Linked DNA regions of Sus scrofa: regions 1 and 3 are each linked to region 2. The links are chromatin contacts, called in public Hi-C maps. All regions are on one chromosome and are shown on one strand. Each heading gives the region's core, a stretch centred on a gene start, on an enhancer-like site or on the middle of the called end of the contact. The rest is flanking DNA. Distances are from core to core; before and after follow the strand shown. Region 1 holds the start of PABPN1 (poly(A) binding protein nuclear 1). Region 2 overlaps RNF212B (RING finger protein 212B). Region 3 holds the start of CMTM5 (CKLF like MARVEL transmembrane domain containing 5).

Region 1 (2,700 bases), core at 101-2,600, 65 kb after region 2:
AAGGGTGGCACCCAGATCCTCAGCCCATGCATCCTGTGGTCAACCATTGAAAACTATGTTCTAGGCATGTTGCCCCCATGGTGGAGGTGCAAATTTAGAGTCCAATCTCGTCTCCAAGCTCTTGCAAACTCTAGTTAGGAAAGGCAGCACAGAACACTCAAACGCACAGCGGAGGAAGGACCGCTTGTCAAGGGAGAAGACGGGAGGCTAGTGGAAGGCTTCCGCAGGGGAGGTGAAGACGGGGTTTGTAGCTGTCTGCTTGAAAAAGGACTGACTGCATGTAGAGGCACAGACCTGGGTGCAGATACACCCGCTGGAATGAAGATTGTGGAAATAACACCAAGTAGTCTGGTCCTGAGGTCTCTTAAGGCCTCAGCAAGGAATTTTAAGACTTTACCTGGCCAGCAAAGGGGAGCCAGTTCGGTCTGGTAGTGGTGTGGATTGAAATGGTGACACTGGAAGCTGACACATTAGGGAGTTGTAGCAAACATTCCAAGCAAGAGAAAAACAGGCTGAAACTGGGACATAAGCAGAATGCTTGGAAAGTATGCCTATGTAGGAAGACAGCACGGTTAGAACTTGTGACTGGTACTGGAGTGAGAATTCCTCCCTGCTTTCTGGTTTGGGGAGACCTAGTGCATAATGGTGCCAATAACCTGAGTGGGAAAGGTAAGCTCCTTCCTGGAGAGCGCCATTCGGAACCCTCCATTTCCAGCAACATCCCACCTACTGGGGCATTCCTGGTGCCCAGAAACAGGTTTCCAGAAACCGCCGCAGAGTTTCCGACCTCTGCCTTTCAAAAGTTCAACCTTGATACTGGCAACCAACAGTATCAAGATGGCGGCACCCTAAAGACTAGTCATGTGACCTAGGGTTTCCCTCGCTGGAAGCCGAGCAGTTCGTTTGGGGGCAAAGTTCACCTGTCACAAAACGGGGGTCAGCCCTTCGAATCTCGCGAGCCAGTCGGCGTTTGAGACTGGGCCACTCCGGCGAGGGGATCGCTAGATTGGTCCTTTCCACTCGCTCAGCCAGCGGCCAATCACGGAGCGCCATACTTTGCGGATCCGCCCGTAGGCGGGGGAGAAGCAAGAACGTCGTCACAGCGTGGCGGCATTGTTACCTAAGGGCTTGAGAGGAGGTGGTACGTGCGTTGATTGACAGACCGATTTCCCCTACCGGGATTTGAGAATTTGGGGCAATCCCCCGCCTTAGGGGTGGGGTCTTATTTGATTGCCAAGTAATATTCTCCAATGGACTCCTAGCTCGCCGTGATGGGCAGGCTGCTTGACTAATGAATCCTCGGCGTGGCCGGCGCAGCTCTCCAATCGTTGGGCGGCGGGCCCCAGTCTGAGCGGCGATGGCGGCGGCGGCGGCGGCGGCAGCAGCAGCGGGGGCTGCGGGCGGTCGGGGCTCCGGGCCGGGGCGGCGGCGCCATCTTGTGCCCGGGGCCGGTGGGGAGGCCGGGGAGGGGGCCCCGGGGGGCGCAGGGGACTACGGGAACGGCTTGGAGTCTGAGGAGCTGGAGCCTGAGGAGCTGCTGCTGGAGCCCGAGCCGGAGCCCGAGCCCGAAGAGGAGCCGCCCCGGCCCCGCGCCCCCCCAGGAGCTCCGGGCCCTGGGCCTGGCTCGGGAGCCCCCGGCAGCCAGGAGGAGGAGGAGGAGCCGGGACTGGTCGAGGGTGACCCGGGGGACGGCGCCATTGAGGACCCGGTGAGGGAAGGAGGGCGAGCGAGCAGGCCGGCGACCGGCCGGCCGGGTCACGGGAGGCCCAGAGCTCGGGCGAGCGGGAGGCGGGCGGGGGGTGGGGGTGGGCGGGGAATAACGTGGCTGGGGCCGGGCTGGGGACGCAGCATCGACCGCCAGAAGGGGCCCAGCCGGGTGGATTCGGACGTAATGGGTGTCTAGTGTTGTTCTAAAAAAGGTAGCTTGATTTTCTTTTTATCATGACCCTCGCGTGGGGCAAGGGAAATGGCAGAGCATGGCTGGGGCCGCGCGCCGATCGAGAGCAGGGCAAAGCCCCTGCGTTGGTTCCTCTTAAGCTCTTCTCCATACCCTCCCCACTCATTGTAGGAGCTGGAAGCGATCAAAGCTCGAGTCAGGGAGATGGAGGAAGAAGCTGAGAAGCTAAAGGAGCTACAGAACGAAGTAGAGAAGCAGATGAATATGAGTCCACCACCAGGCAATGGTGAGTAACTGGCGGTTACACGCGGATCCCAGGTTCTCGCATTGGAAGGGTTATGGGAGCACGGTTCATATGGGATTGGATGCTCCATACCTTGGAGCTGCTTGTCTGAGCAGTTATTGGGCAGGTGCCTCGGTCGTAGTCCGTTGTGTGTTTCTGACCTTTGTGAGACCGAGTCTGTTTTGGTGATGGTAGTCTTGTGCCTCCCTTTGTTCCTGTTACAAATGTGTTGCTCTTTGTTCTTAGTCTTTCTCTGCCCTTTGTGAAGGTTGCCAGCTGGCATTTGACCTTCAAGTCCAATAGTTCTCTCAGTTGGAGACCCTTTAGTTAGGAGTCTTAAGAGAACTGCTCAGCTTCAGGGGGCTTCCTCTCTAATCCAGAAACGTCCAATCTCAGCCCACTTAATTTTGTTCACTTTCCAGATCATTGCAACCAAAGCTATTCAATAGGGACTTGATTTGGGGTTGGGAGGGAATTCCTGTACTGTTGTGGTTTTTTTTAGTTTGTTTTTTTCTTTTAA
Region 2 (2,703 bases), core at 53-2,552:
CTCCAGTTCTCCACAGAGATCATTTCATAGCCTTATGGGATTCCAATCTGGGCATGGTACTTGAGATTTTTTTTTTCATTTTTACGTCTGCATCTGTGGCATATGGAAGTTGCCAGGCTAGGGATCTAATCGAAGGTGCAGTTGCAGCCTACATCACAACCACAGCAATGCCAGATCCCAGCCGTATCTTCCACCTGTGCCACAGCTTGTGGCAATGTTGGACACAACCCATCGAGTGAGGCCAGGGATCCAACCTGCATCCTTACAGAGACTATGTTGGGTTCTTAACCTGCTGAGCCACAATGGGAACTCCTATTATTTGAGATTTGAACACTTTTTCTTCTCTATTTTTTTTTTTTTTTTTTTTTTTGGCTTTTGTCCTTTTTAGGGCCGCACAGGTGGCATATGGAGGTTCCCAGGCTAGGGGTCTAATGTGAGCTGTAGCCACTGGTATACGCCACAGCCACAGAATACCAGATCTGAGCCGAATCTGTGCCCTACACCACAGCTCACAGCAATGCTGGATCCTTAACCCACTGAGTGAGGCCAAGGATTGAACCCCAAACCTCATGGTTCCTAGTCAGATTCGTTTCTGCTGCGCCACAACGGGAACTCCTTTCTTCTCTATTCTTACTTCTTATTCTTTTTTTTTTGTTGTTGTTGTCTCTTTAGAGCTGCACCTGCGGCATATGGGGGTTCCTAGGCTAGGGGTCCAATTGGAGCTGTAGCTGCCAGCCTACGCCACAACCACAGCAACTCGGGATCCGAGCCGCATCTTCGACCTACACCACAGCTCACAGCAACACCGGATCCTTAACCCACTGAGTGAGGCCAGGAATCGAACATGCCACCTCATGGTTCCTAGTCAGATTCACTTCTGCTGTGCCATGACGGGAACGCCTTACTTCTTATTCTTATGGGACTATTCCTATATTAAACATGAAAATTGTCCTTTGTCATGTTTGGCTGAAGTTAGTAGATTTAATTTTTGGTGTCTCACCCCTCAATCCTGATTCTGTGGATAGAGTGAGGGAAATTAAGGCTTTCACTGTATCTTGACTTTAGCTGTTTGGGTGAGCCATCATATTTGAGATACTATTTAACATTATGGGGAGATAAAAATCTAGCTGAGACTCAAGGAGAAGTGTAAACAAGGTCACATGAATAAGAGAAAGAGCAGACCTTTGGTTAATAGCTAAACCCAGGGTTAGTTAATGATCAGTGGAGAACTTCAGTGTAGTCTGAATTCTAACCTGCCTAATCACGGGACCAATTACACATGGTCAAGTAATCAAGTTAAAATAAATGGAAAGGGTCAGTTAATCATCACTTAAGTGAAGGGCCAGTTTGGTGAAGTCAGCAGTGTCTGACAATGTGTTTTCCTAATCCATGAAGTTGAATAACTGATCCAAGAATATTTAGATTGTCTGATTCAGGCTTCTGCTCACATTTTCCTCCCATAGTCACACCTTTATTGACCCTCATATCTCAAATATCAGCCCCAATTCTACTTCTTACCCTGCTTTATTTTACATCGTAGATGTTACCTCTCACATTTTATAATGTACTTGTTTATTGTCTGCTTTTCTTAGCATAATGTTTTTTCAAGGTTAATCCATGTTGTAGCTTATATTAGAACTTCATTAATACCTCATTCCTATATGACCAAATAATATCCCATTATATAGATGGATATGTTTTGTGTATCCATTCATCAGTTGAGAAACATTTAGGTTGTTTCTACTTTTGGGCTGTTATAAATAATACTGCTATGAATTTGTGTACAAGTTTTTGTGTGGACATATATTTCACTTCTCTTGGATATATACATAGGAATTGGATTAATGGGTCACATAGTAAACTTTCAAAAAATTTTTGTTATAATTGATTTATAATATTCTGTCAATTTCTGCTGTACCCAGAAATTGACCCAGTAATACATTTATGTATATTCTTTTTTTCACATGAAACTTCCATCATGTTCCATCACAAGTGATTAGATACAGTTCCCTCTGCTATACAGCAAGTAAACTTTTTTTTTTTTTGGCTGCACCCGTGGTATATAGATGTTCCTGGGTCAGGGATCAAACTCAAGTCTAAGCAGCAACCCAAGCAACTACAGTAACTGCCAGATCCTTAACCCAATGCACCAGAAGATAACTCCTATTCATTCTCTCCCATTTTGTTGGGCCCTTCACTTTATTATTATTATTATTATTATTAATGGTTGCTTTTTAATTTATTTTTAATTTTAATTAATTAATTAATTTTTTTTTTTTCTTTTCAGGGCCACACCTGTGGCATATGGAAGTTCCCAGGCTAGGGGTTGAATCAGAGCTGTAGCTGCTGGCCTAAACCACAGCCACAGTAATAATAGTTCCAAGCCATATCTGCGATCTACACCACAGCTTGCAGCAATGCAGGATCCTTAACCCACTGAGTGAGGCCAGGGATCAAACCCTCTTCCTCATGGATACTAGTCAGCTTCATTACTGCTGAGCCACAAAGGGAACTCCAAGGGCTCATCCACTTTAAAATTAAGTACATGAAGTTCTGGTTGTGGCTCAGTGGAAATGAATCTGACTAGTATCCATGAAGACACAGGTTCAATCCCTGGCCTTGCTCAGTTGGCTAAGGATCCAGCATTGCCGTGAGCTGTGGTGTGGGTCACAGACGCTGCTTGGATCTGGCACTGCTGTGGCT
Region 3 (2,700 bases), core at 164-2,663, 110 kb after region 2:
GGACTTGTACCACGCTCGTTGCCTGTGTCCACACTGTGTCAGCCTCCGGACGGGTTCCCACATGGATCCCCTGGGTAACTCAGAGCTGCTGTACCACAACCAGACCGTCTTCTACCGGCGGCCGTGCCCTGGACAGCAGGGCGCCCATGATAGCTACTGTCTGGAGCCCAGGCTCTACCAAGTCTCCCTGGCTTGCGTGTGTGTGCGGCCCCGTGTGATGGCCTAATGGAGCCACCCATGGCTGGGCTCTGGTCGAACACTGGAGCTGGGTGTACAACCACCTGCCACTGTGAGCTAGGATGCCGGAGCATTCAACCCCTCCAAAGCACCACCAAAGTCTCAGGATCTTGGGAAAGGATTTTGGGGGGGACCGCACTTTGCACTTTTTGAAGTGGATGGAAAATGCAAAGTGAGTCCAGGGGAACAGTGGCTGCTTATGGCCCCTGGAGGCTGGTGTCCTGGCATTTCCTCCTGGGAAAGGTCTTCAAAGCTCTGCCTGTTTCCATCTCTTCTTTCCTCCCATCCCCAGCTGCCCTGGTACAGCACAGGCACTTTCTGATATTTTCCCCTTCGCCATGGAGAACCCTTCATTTCGTTCATTCGTTTGCTCATTCATTCATTCATGAAACACTCGGTAAGCACCTACTTTGGATGCTCTATTTTATACATCCTGGTGTAGTTACTTTTGACATGGGTGCCTCTGAGGAAGAGACTGTTCCTGAGCATGAGGAGAATTATCCAAATAAATCATCTGTATTTAAAAGTGGCCTAATTTGTTGTTGGCATCCCTCGTGCCTGAGCATCTTGTGGTCCCCAGCCTGGCCCCTTCTCCTCCCCACTGGCAGCCCTCACCTACTGCCCTCTCCCACTGCCCTCCAGAGTTTCCGCTGGACCCCCCCAGCCTTCCCCTTCCCTGGATCCCTGGCCCAGCCGTCAACACTGGGGTGGGGGTCAGGCTGCCCTCCTGGCATGCTGGAGAGACAGAGGCCCATTGAGGCACTGCAGCAGGCACACAGCGCCCCCTTGTCCCCCCAACAATCTGCCTTTGTCCTCAGTTTTGGCTGCTGTAGCTTGGTTCAGGGGCTGCTGCCTGGGCTGGGCTCCAGCTCCCACCCTCCCTAAAAAGGAACTGGGAGAGAGGACGGTGAGGAAGAGGTTTAAGGATAGGGAAGGGGGACACAGACTTCCTCAGGCTTGGGTCCTTGGGGGCTCCTAGTCCAAATGCTTCTGGGTCACCTCTCAGCTCCTCCCAGTTTCTCCAAGGACCTCCTCCTCCCCCCTCCCTCTTCTGCCCTCAGCAGCAGGGTTGGGCTCTGAGTGAGGGGAGGGTTGACCACTCCCCCCTTCCCTGCCCCTCCCTTCCCATGTGCCTCCTGGGGGGCAGTGCAGCCACCAGCAGGACACTCCCAGCAGCTGCATGAAGGCCCATCTGGGCAAGCCTCCTCCGCAACACTACAGCCGCCTTCTCTGGGCCCCACAGCAGGCCTGCCCACTTCACTTTCAGGTTTTGCTTCACTTTCAGGTTTCAGTGTCTTCCTGTGCCTGTCTGCGTCCCCATCCTTCCAGGTTTCCATCTTCCTGTTTCCCCTCCTGGGCTGGTGGCAGTAGGGGGCTGCGCCCAGTGGGCCCTGTGGAGATGCTCAGTGCTTGGGATCGCCGGGACCGGCCCCGTGAAGAGGTGGCAGCTGCAGGGCTCCAGGGCTTCGCCGTGGACAAGACCTTCCTGTCCTCCCTCAAAGGCATCCTGCTGGAAACTGAGCTGGTAACAGCTGCCTCCCCAACTTGGAACCCTCGTCTCCCAGCCTTGCCCCCCCTCCAGCCAGGGCTCACCCCTCAGCCGCCTCCCTCCCCAGGCTCACAGACACCCTTCCTGCCCGGCTCCCCTCCCCGTATCTCCTCCCCTGTCTTCTTGCTGCCTCTCCATCTGGAGGTGGTCACAGTAGGCTTCAGTTGCAGCAGGAAGGATTGAAGTTAGAGGACAGCTCTCTGGGACATTGGGGAGTGTGAGGCACAGGAATGGGACAGGGGTGACACCAGCCAGCCTTTCCCTGAGCTCTAAGATGGCCTCTTCTTGGCCTTTTCCACTATCAAAAAGGGCAGAATTCCTGCAGCCCCTCTTTATCTGTTGCCTGCTCCCTATGAACGTCTGTCCTCAGGAAATGATCTTCCCCGTGTCACTTGGCAAGACCTAAGTGTGAACTTAAGTCTTTTGCACATATGCCGTCCTATATCATCAGAGCTGAAGGGACCCCAGAGTCCCCTGTGGAGCATCGGCTTTTTAAACCTTGCCTGTTGGTGTGGAACCAGAGGCTCTGGTCCTTGTTAGAGGAGTTTTAAGCATCTGGAAGTAGGGAAAGTGTTAAGGGCAGGGGTCCCTCCTGGCGCTGCAGGCTGCTGTGGGCACCACTCCAGGGGGCGGTGTTCCCATTGTTCTCTATGTTCAAAGGGGACCCCTCTCTTGTGGCTCTCATAGAATGGTGCCCCCCGGAGCCATGCAGCTTGGCCAAAGCGCTGGGGCTGCTGGGATCCTGGGGCAGGGGCAGCCAGGGCTGGCAGAGGCAGGAGGCTGGAGACAGCCACTGATGGGCAAAGGCCCTGGATGTGGCTCCTACCACCAGGGATGGGGAGACCTCTAAGGCCAGGTGGTGGGGCAGGCCGAGGGAACTTCTGATAAGGGGAAGGCAAAGGCCTGGCTCTACC

The links. Hi-C and Micro-C count contacts between places; a contact is called where the count stands out from the background.
Region 1: a Hi-C map of liver shows a contact between it and region 2, with 1.7 times the contacts expected there. The contact joins the promoter of PABPN1 here to the enhancer-like site in region 2. A contact is called at or near these places in 11 of 47 Hi-C or Micro-C datasets (brain, embryonic fibroblasts, fetal skeletal muscle and 7 more) and 2 of 2 datasets of contacts at active chromatin or transcription factors (alveolar macrophages and skeletal muscle).
Region 3: a Hi-C map of fetal liver shows a contact between it and region 2, with 1.6 times the contacts expected there. The contact joins the promoter of CMTM5 here to the enhancer-like site in region 2. A contact is called at or near these places in 1 of 5 promoter capture datasets (liver), 26 of 47 Hi-C or Micro-C datasets (adipose tissue, alveolar macrophages, blood and 12 more) and 1 of 2 datasets of contacts at active chromatin or transcription factors (skeletal muscle).

The regions. Positions count from the first base shown.
Region 1 is chr7:75,755,172-75,757,871 of Sscrofa11.1, reverse strand. PABPN1 (poly(A) binding protein nuclear 1) reads left to right here and starts at 1,350. Exons shown (of 7, transcript NM_001243548.1): 1 at 1,350-1,708; 2 at 2,069-2,183. The coding sequence starts at 1,358.
Region 2 is chr7:75,820,465-75,823,167 of Sscrofa11.1, reverse strand. All of the region lies in intron 4 of RNF212B (RING finger protein 212B), which reads left to right. Among named protein-coding and RNA genes, the nearest start is that of RNF212B, 9.6 kb to the left of the region's middle. Within about 2 kb of position 1,302, at least 8 of the 83 cell types and tissues checked have an H3K27ac peak or open chromatin away from gene starts, as enhancers often do. A contact at or near this core is called in fetal liver and liver, where this site is marked.
Region 3 is chr7:75,708,522-75,711,221 of Sscrofa11.1, reverse strand. It overlaps CMTM5 (CKLF like MARVEL transmembrane domain containing 5), which reads left to right and starts at 1,413. Exons shown (of 5, transcript NM_001244546.1): 1 at 1,413-1,762. The coding sequence starts at 1,637. It overlaps IL25 (interleukin-25), which reads left to right. Exons shown (of 3, transcript XM_005666258.3): 3 at 1-769. The coding sequence ends at 226.